Regions from separate parts of the Sus scrofa genome. Here region 1 is linked to region 2. Evidence: chromatin contacts called from public Hi-C data. All regions are on one chromosome and are shown on one strand. The core of a region is the stretch at or near the end of the contact, and the rest is flanking DNA. Distances in the headings are between cores, read along the strand shown.

Evidence for each region. A called contact is a pair of places that touch in the nucleus more often than the background predicts.
Region 1: a contact with region 2 is called in a Hi-C map of liver, with 2.3 times the contacts expected there. The contact joins two enhancer-like sites. A contact is called at or near these places in 1 of 5 promoter capture datasets (liver), 3 of 47 Hi-C or Micro-C datasets (fetal heart ventricle, liver and retroperitoneal adipose tissue) and 1 of 2 datasets of contacts at active chromatin or transcription factors (skeletal muscle).

What each region holds. Positions count from the first base shown.
Region 1 is chr12:60,867,219-60,871,541 of Sscrofa11.1, reverse strand. No RefSeq gene overlaps it. Among named protein-coding and RNA genes, the nearest start is that of PEMT, 11 kb to the left of the region's middle. Within about 2 kb of position 2,236, at least 6 of the 83 cell types and tissues checked have an H3K27ac peak or open chromatin away from gene starts, as enhancers often do. A contact at or near this core is called in liver, where this site is marked.
Region 2 is chr12:60,751,099-60,755,184 of Sscrofa11.1, reverse strand. RAI1 (retinoic acid-induced protein 1) reads left to right here. Exons shown (of 5, transcript XM_021068026.1): 4 at 2,386-2,435; 5 at 2,659-4,026. The coding sequence ends at 2,673. Among named protein-coding and RNA genes, the nearest start is that of SREBF1, 19 kb to the right of the region's middle. Within about 2 kb of position 1,549, at least 13 of the 83 cell types and tissues checked have an H3K27ac peak or open chromatin away from gene starts, as enhancers often do. A contact at or near this core is called in liver, where this site is marked.

The DNA of each region.
Region 1 (4,323 bases), core at 987-3,486, 120 kb before region 2:
ACCTGTCTGCCTCAATATCCAGTCCTATTTCTGGGGCTGTTGCCAGAAATCCCCTTCTCCTCGGGCAAAGAGGGTCCCCAGGCCTGGTCTTCCGTGGGCCTGAGCTCTGTGGGGATACGACTGCGGGAAAGTTCCTGGCCCTCTGCCCACCCTGCCACACCCACCCACAGCTCCATCCAGGTACCTTTTCCCAGGAAGCCTTGGCCTGTCCACTACCCCCTGTCCAGAGGCCTCTCCCAGCAGAAACCATCCCAGTCACTCAGCAACACTGGCCTCTGTCCCCAGGAGATGGAGGAGAACCCATGAGTCACTGGCCCAGCAAAGGCAGCAGCTGGGTCAGTGCTTTCTGCAGAATAAACACAGGAATCCCAATTACTCCCATCTGAGAAGCCCTGCTCTCCCCACCACCAGGGCCTCCGGAATCCAGAATTCCAAGGAAATGGCACTAAAAATAGCCAGAGGCAGGAAGATGGGTTCCCAGGCAGAGGTTTAGCCAAATGTGGGAAGCAGAGGACGCGTCCAGGGACTAGGAACGGGGGGAGGACAGCCAGCGCGGGCCAGGCCCCTGCTGCGCACCAGGTCCCGAGGAGAGCATGCCACAGCAGGCTGGTCGGGTCTTGTTGGAGCCTCCAGCCAGCCCGAGGAAGTTGGCACCTCCCCCAGCCACAGGCAGGGACACCGAGGCTCTCGGGGGTAACGGTAATGCCAGCAAATGAAGCCCAGAACGCGAGCGCTGCGTTTCCCAGCTTGTCATTCCCTGGCTGCACTTGACCTCGTCGAGCCTCAGTTTCCTCATCTATAGAACAGGAAAGGCGGCTGTTCCTTCCTCCTGGGCTCACTGGGAAAGCTCCATACATTAGCACAGGGAAAAAGCACAGCAGGACGCCGGCCCCAGGCAGCCCTCTGTGATTGGGGTAAACCCCTTGAAGCCTTGGTCTGTCAAATGCTGATACTGCTTCCGTCCTCAGGGGGTCGTTGTGATAAGATGGTCCCTAAAAAGCCTGAGCCCAACACCAGAAGCTGGTTTCTCAGCCCCACGTGCCGTTTCCAGGCCATTATCACCCCTCCCACCAGCTGCCCTTTGACCCCGCACTTCCAAACCATCTCCAGGTGTGAAGCTGCCGCAGCTCTGGGCTGACCTTCTCTAAGAAACAAAAGAAGTGGTTTTTTTTTTTTTTTTTTTTTTTGTCTTTTTACAGCCACACCTGCAGCATATGGAAGCTCCGAGGCTAGGGGTTGGATCTGAGCAGCAGCTGCGGCATTTGCCACAACCACAGCAACACCGGATCCTTAACCCACTGAGAGAGGCCAGCATCTGAACCCGCATTCTCAGAGACAATGTCAGGTCTTCAACCCACTGAGCCACAACCCACCTCTATGGCTGGGAGGAGGAGGTCACACACAATGCTGGGGCGTGGGGGGAGGGGCGGCTCCAGGTCCTTTTTGTGGGGTGTATATCAACAAGAAGGTAAGCACACCTGCCCACGCTCAGCTTCAGGGGGCCACTCACCTTGCGTACACTCACCTGAGTACCTAGTGGAGATGTTTCCGAGGCTCAGGGCCACCATGCACAGTTGCACAGGGTGAGCACTGTGCAACCCAGCAGGGGTACATTTGCACAGTCTTGGACGTGTCTGCCGTCCTTGAGGCGGTGCACAACCTGCACAGGGATGCCTGGCAGTCATGGTCATGGTGGAAATGCTCTGTTTGGATGAAGGCTTCATGCCCTACACTTGCTGCTTTGGAGAGACTGAAGCATCTCTATTTTACCCACAGAGCAAGTAAGGAAGGCAAACCCTGAGGGGACGAAGCAGTACTTTTTCCAGAAGCCTGGTTTCCCATAGGGTCCGTCGGGGACGTGGAGGAGGAGGTGGCTCTTGCTGGGATGCAGGTCGGCTAGGACTTGGCGCGCCTGGGGTCTCCGCCTGTCGCCAGCGCTTTAGAAAGGGCGCGAAGGCGTCAAGGCCGGGGGAGCAGCGCCACCTGGCGGGAGGCAGAGGCACGACGCGCATTTCCCGCCGCCGGCCCCGCCCCGGGGCACCGCCTCCCTCGCGCGCCCCCCACCCCACTTGGGCCACGATTCTCGCGGCTGGTTCCTCTTTTCTTCCTTCCAGGGGGGCTTCCGGGACCTTCCTCCAACGCGGACACCTCTAGGTCCCCAGGGTTCAGTCCCAGTCTGGACAGACCCGGAGCCCAGAGGCGCCTCTGACCCATGAGTCCCACGCAGCCCCCTCCCCCGCCTCGGTGAGTGGCCCAGAGCAGCCGCACCCGTCTTTCCTGCGGTGGCCCGGTTGATGCCCTCTGTCCTGGCCCCTTTCCCCTCAGGAGGGGCCCGGTGAGGATGGCCAGTCACAGCGGGGGTCGCAAACCTCTGTAAAGGGCCAGCGAGCTCTGCAGGCCACACTGTGTCCCCGCACTGCCGGGCCCCTGCCGAAGCGCTTAAGCCTCATTTGGACTCGATTCTGTTCCCTTACAGGAATGCCTGGGCCTCAGAAGCTAGGATTCTGGAAGAATTGATCAGTTCCCTTCAGTTGCCCTCAATTCAGCCACGCAGGCAGGTGGCCTCTGCTCCCAGGGTCACTGACCGGGCTGTGACCAGGAGTGAGGGCCTTCCAGGTGTCCCTGTCTCCCAGCCACACCTTAGGAGGACGCCAATCACTGGGTTTAGGGCTCATCTTAGATCCGCAATGATTTCAGCGTGAGGTCCTTACCTAATTGCACCTGCGGAGACCTGACTCCAAACGCAGTCACATTCTGAGGGGCCAGGCAGACGTGAATTTGGGGGACACGCGTCAACGCACCATAGCCAGGATCAAACAATAATCCACGTCCCTGCCCCCTCCAGTGCCAGCTGTCACCCTGCCCTCCCCGTCAGCTCCCTCTTACGTTGCCCCACCCCCTGCCCCCACGCAGCCTCCTCTCCCCTCCCGCCAGCGCCCCCCAGCCTCACTCTCTGCCTCTTCTGTTCTACAGGGGTGCCCCCTCCCCCCGCCACAGTGTGACCACAGGCCAATGCAGGCCCACCTCCTCTGCCTCCCTGGAGAGTGAGCCCATGACCCCGCAGTGCTCTTGCAGCCAGGCTGGATTCCCAGTTGCTCTGGCCCCTCCGATGTGCTGACCCCAGACCAGAAAGGCCACCACGAGGGAGGGGCTCCTCCTTCCCTGGTCGGCGGGGGTGGGGGCTGCTGCTGGGGCTGCCCAGGCTCCAGGTCTGTGAGTGTTAAGAGGCTGCTGAGGAAGCAGCCATGTCCTGACTGGCTTTGGGGGGGTCCCTGGTTCCCCCACCATCTGGGTTGTAGCAGACATGGACGCCCATCCTGGAGCCAGATTCTTCAGGCCAAACGACAATTCCATCTGAGGTTATGCTGCAGTGGCAAAGGGTGCAAAATCTCAGTGGCTTTTAAGCCTTAAAAGAACAGAAGTTGAGCAACGACTTTTTGTGTGTGTGTTTTTAGGGCCACACCGGCAGCATATGGAGGTTCCCAGGCTAGGGGTCCAATCAGAGCTATAGCCACCAGCCTACGCCACAGCCACAGCAACACGGGACCCAAGCCGCGACTGCGACCTACACCAGAGCTCACGACAACGCCGGATCCTTAACCCACTGAGCAAAGCCAGGGATTGAACCCATGTCCTCATGGATAATAGTCAGGTTCATTACCACCGAGCCACGACGGGAACTCCAAGAGCGAGGACTTTTTAGCTGCAGCAGCAAGTCAGGATCCATCCAAGAAAGACTGGATGAGCTGGACCTCATTAGACTCTAAAACCTCTGCTGTGAAAGCTGCTGTCAAGAGGATGAGAGCAGGAGAAAGGCCCCGGGGACCGGGAGACGCCCCTCGTCCGTCACCCCGGGACCCAGGCTGACCCACGGAAGCGCGGCCTCGGTGAGGGTGGGCAGGTCTGGGCAAAGAGAAAGGGGAGAGCTGCAATCCTGTTCTTGAAGCTGCTTCCTGGAGGTGGTGTCCTTACTTGCACTGACATTTCATTGGCCAGACCAAGTGACCTGTCACCCTGACTTCAAAGCAAAGAGAGCATCTCTGCCACTCTGGCTGGTGCTGGGAGGGGGACCAGAGCACCCTTGATGGCCCCAGAAGCCACACGCTGCAGAGGTCCACACGCACACGCACACGCACACGCACGCGCCTCCTCGGCGCGTCCCTGAGATCCGTGCCCTGTGGTTCCTCAGCCGCGGAGAACAAGGGCCCTCGATCTGGGGAGGGGGTGGTTCCCAAACTGATCACTCAGACATTTTCCTGCAGACCCCGTCTGCGCAGAGCCCGACCAAAGCCCAGGCCCCGAGGTGCGGCCCGAGCTCCCTGC
Region 2 (4,086 bases), core at 300-2,799:
GCCTCGAAGCGCAGGGCCGCCAGGGCTGGGCCTCGAAGGCTGAACGGGAGCTCAATGGGTTGGAGAAAGAAAGGAAACGAGACACTTCAGTGACGAAAGCCGAGAGGCAAGGAGACGAGGTTCGAGCCAGACGTGCCGGCTGCGGGCAGAGCTGCGGCCGGTCTCCCGCAGGGCGGCGCGGTCTGGAGGCAGGAGCGGCGCCCCCGTGTCTGCCCCATTCTCCCCTCGCTCACGCGCCTGCTCCGCGGGCGTGTGTCCCACAGAGAATGCAGCTGCCCGCGTCCCGGGCACCTTCTTGGCGCGTGGACCGGGCAGGCCCACCACCGTCTCCGCGCCGGGTCCCCATCCCTAAAACGGAGGGTATTCGGACTCCTCCTTCCTGCCGCCGTGGGCAGCAGGAGTGAGGTCACCACGCCCCAGAACGGACGGCCCCAGTGCTCTTGGGGGGCGGCCCCCACGGCCGCTGGGCCCCCGCCACCCGCGCCCGCTCTCCTCTGGCCCATAGCGGGGCCGGCCGTATAGTGACTCTAGGCCTGAAGACAGAGCAGAGGCATCCCCCAGCAGGACCCTTCCCCACCCGAGCCTGCTGGGCAGAAGGGACCCCTGGCCCCAACGGAGCTGCTCCCAGGACCACTCGGGACTCTGAGTGACGGCGGTTCCTTGGTGAGGGCCAAGCCACTGTGCCCAGCAGGGAGAGGGCCTGCTCCGGCCCCGGCCTCCTGCCTCCCAGTGTGAGCAGATCTTAACCTGGACGCAGCCCCTTTGCCAGACACACAGCCCAACTCCCGTAAGAGCTGCCACACACCGCAGCCGTCCTCCCGCGGTGACCCCGTTGGCACGCACCCTGCCAGCCCTGCGCTGTCTCCAGCCTCATGTTTACAGACAGGCTGCCCGACCTGTGACCACGGCACCACAGGGACACAACCAGAGTGTGCCTCCCTGCTTGGCTGGTTCCACGTCCTGGGCTCTGTATACCTCCCAGTAGCGCCCGGGCTGCCAGGGGACTCGCCTCTGAGTGGAGCAGACAGGAAGTCCATGGTCCTTGCACAAAGCTGTAGAGACCACCAGACAAAGACAAGAGAGCCTGTGCCGCGGGAGAGGCCCATCCTGAGTTAGGAGGGAATCCTGGAGGACTTCTAAGAGGAGGTGACATGGGAGCCAGTCCTCAAGAGTTCAGGGAAGGTGGGCAGCAGCTGGTTTGTGGGGGGACCCGCACAGGCTTGGAGCAACACAAGCTGTCTCCAGTGAGGTCTCTGACCCATGGAACTTCCCTGGAGTAGGGTCTTGGTGGAGCCGCAGGGGCCGCGAGGAAGTGGGCTGGAGGCTGGGCGGAGGAGCGGAGCTGTGCTGGGGGAACAGGGCGGGGGCCAAGCAGGCCGTCCCACAGCCTGGCAGCTACTGGCCCTTCCAGGCCCAATCTCATGGCTTCACCCTCAGCCTCCATTAGCTCTCATGCAGGTGCTGCCGGCCTGGCCTGGCTGAGTTCCCTCAGGGGGCCAAGGTCAGTGGCTGCTGAGACACCCCCTCCCCGCGGCCCCTCCCCTTCAACAGCAGGCCCAGGACTGGCCACGCAGCTGACCATACCAGGCTCAGGCTGGCAGCATGGGGAAGGCAAGGCACCTCCTCCCTCACAGGAGGGGTTGCAGAGCCACTTGGGGGGGGGGTTCCTAGCATGAGGTGACTGCCTGAGCAGCAAGGAGCAGAGGTTTGGAAGGGCAGCAGCCGTGGCGGGGGCACAGCAGCCAGAGAAGGTGGGAGAACCCAGCCGGCGGGAGCCCCAGGCAGCTGTCCCCTATCAGTGCCTGCGCAAACCTGGGTCTGGACGCGGGGTCCCTGGGGCTCCGCAGGTGTCTGGGCCGGGCTCTCAACCGCGGAGCGCGACCCCTGCGCCTCGCTGCGAGCCGGCACCAGGGCCCACTTTGTCGGCTGGGTCGGCGTTCCGCAGCCGCAGACACGGGGAGAGAGCCCTCCCCCTCCACCCCCAGAGTGGACGCCGGTGGGCGGCTGAGCAACTTGGTTCTGGAAGTGACACCCTCCCCGCCCTCCACCCTTGGCGGCGGGGGCTCCGCGCCTGCAGCCCCCGGGCTCGGCCCCGTGCAGCTGGGAAAGTGGGAGCTCAGTCCCGCACTCGCCCGGCCTGCCTGAGCGCAGGCAAGGCCTCCCCTGACAAGCGGGGGCGTCCCAGGCGCGAGGGGGACGACCGTGAAGGGCAGACAGGCCAGGGGGCTGAGGTTCAGCAGGTGGCGTTCGGGTTCTGTCGCATTTCAAGCAGGGTCTGACTTACTCCGCAAACTGCCCCGCCGCCTGCGGCCTCCGGGGCGGCGCGACCCCCTCCCGGCCTGACGCGACGGCGTCCTGACCGCTCGAACGTCTCTTTGCTCGCAGGTTGCGTCTTCGTCGAAGAGAACTTTTCTTTGAAATGCCCCAAACATAAGGTGGGTGAGCGCGAGCCTTCCCCGGAGGGGCCCCGGCTGGAGAGGCGGCCGGGCGGGTCGGCGCTCGGCGTCCCGGGACCGCTGGCTCGCGGGCACGTGCTGGGGGCGGGCGCACGAGGGGGCGGGCGCACGGGGGGCGGGCCTCGTGTGGGGGCGGGTCTGGGGGAGTTAACCCCTCGCGCACCGCCACCCACCCTGGGCGCCGCGCGTTTCTTCCCCGCAGAGGCTGCCGTTGTAATCCGCCCTCCGCCGAAGCCCCGGAGCCCGCCTGCCTGCCAGCCGCCGAGGGAGAGGATTCGCCTGCACAGCCCCCGGGCCTTTGCGCTGCTCCCGGCGCCAGTCCCGAGCCGATCCCCGATTCAGACCCCGGATCTTGGATCTGGCCGCCTCGGGCGGAAGCTGGTGGTCCCGGGTTGGGAAGAAAACACGTTCCGGGTCCCTTTGCTCCCGGAACCTGACGGCACAGGGTCTTCTCGCCCCCATCCTCCAGCCAGGCTTGGAGAATGGGAGCCCGCGGAGTGGCCAGACTCCTGGGGCCAGCCAGGTTCCGGTGGGGGTGGAGGGCCTTGAGCCTGGGGACGCGCCTCTTCCCTGGAAGTTCCAGTATGACCTGGCACACATTCCACGTGGGTCGGTGGTGGCACGCAGCTGAGCACCCCGGGGGTGGGCCGGGCTGGGATCCCAGAGGCCGAGGGCGGCTCCCCTCAAGAGCGTCCCTCCTTGAACGAGGCTGGGGCGCAGGACAGGCCGGAGGCTGTGCGCCCTTCCCGCTCAGCCTTGGCCAAAACCTTCGTGCGGGTCGGGCAGGGCTGGGAGACTGGGGCCCGCGCTCAGGGGATGCGGGCTTCCCCGGGCGTGGGCAGGACCAGCCCTCGCTGCTTGTGTTCGTTCCCCCTTCCAGTCCGCCCCATCCCCGGAGTCCATCCCGGGAACGCAAAAGGAAGAGCCGTGACAGACCGCACTCGACGAGACCGCCCGTCTCCGGGGGCCGCAGTGCCACGAGCACGGGAGAGCGGAGACAGCGCTCGATCCATGTGCACACCCGTGCGCCCCTCTATATATATGTCACATAGAATGTATATATGTTGGGAACATGCTCGCTTCTCCCTTGTGTCGCCGCCGTGCGTCGTGCGCTCCTCAGCACGGGGCCCTTGCGGGAAGGGGGCTCCGACGATGCCCCCTCCCCCACGCAGCCACCACCGCCCGGGCCTGCGCCCGCCAGTTCGTCTGCCTGTCCGTCCGTGTCCTCGGCAATGTCCACGCTTCGATAGGCCTGACGCAGCCCCAACCCGGGGCCGCCCTAGCAACTTCTTGTACATATGACTGTAAAATGGTGAACGTGTGTATTATATCTGGCCTCGTTATATAGTGTATATATATGTATACATATACATATATATAATATATATGAAGACTGTAAATGGTAAGACGATTAGTGTTCTTATTAGTATATTGCTTCACACTGAAGATTGTGTGTATCGAGCTGTTTCTAAAAGATGTTTATTTTCCTTAAGAGTAAAAAAAAAAACAAACCAGTCATTGCATTCAGAAAAAAAAAAAAGTCAATAAAGATACAACGATTGTTTTGGAATTCTGCGGCCTGTGGATTCCGACCAGATGCTGTTGGGAGAGGGGCCAGGTGTTGGGTGGG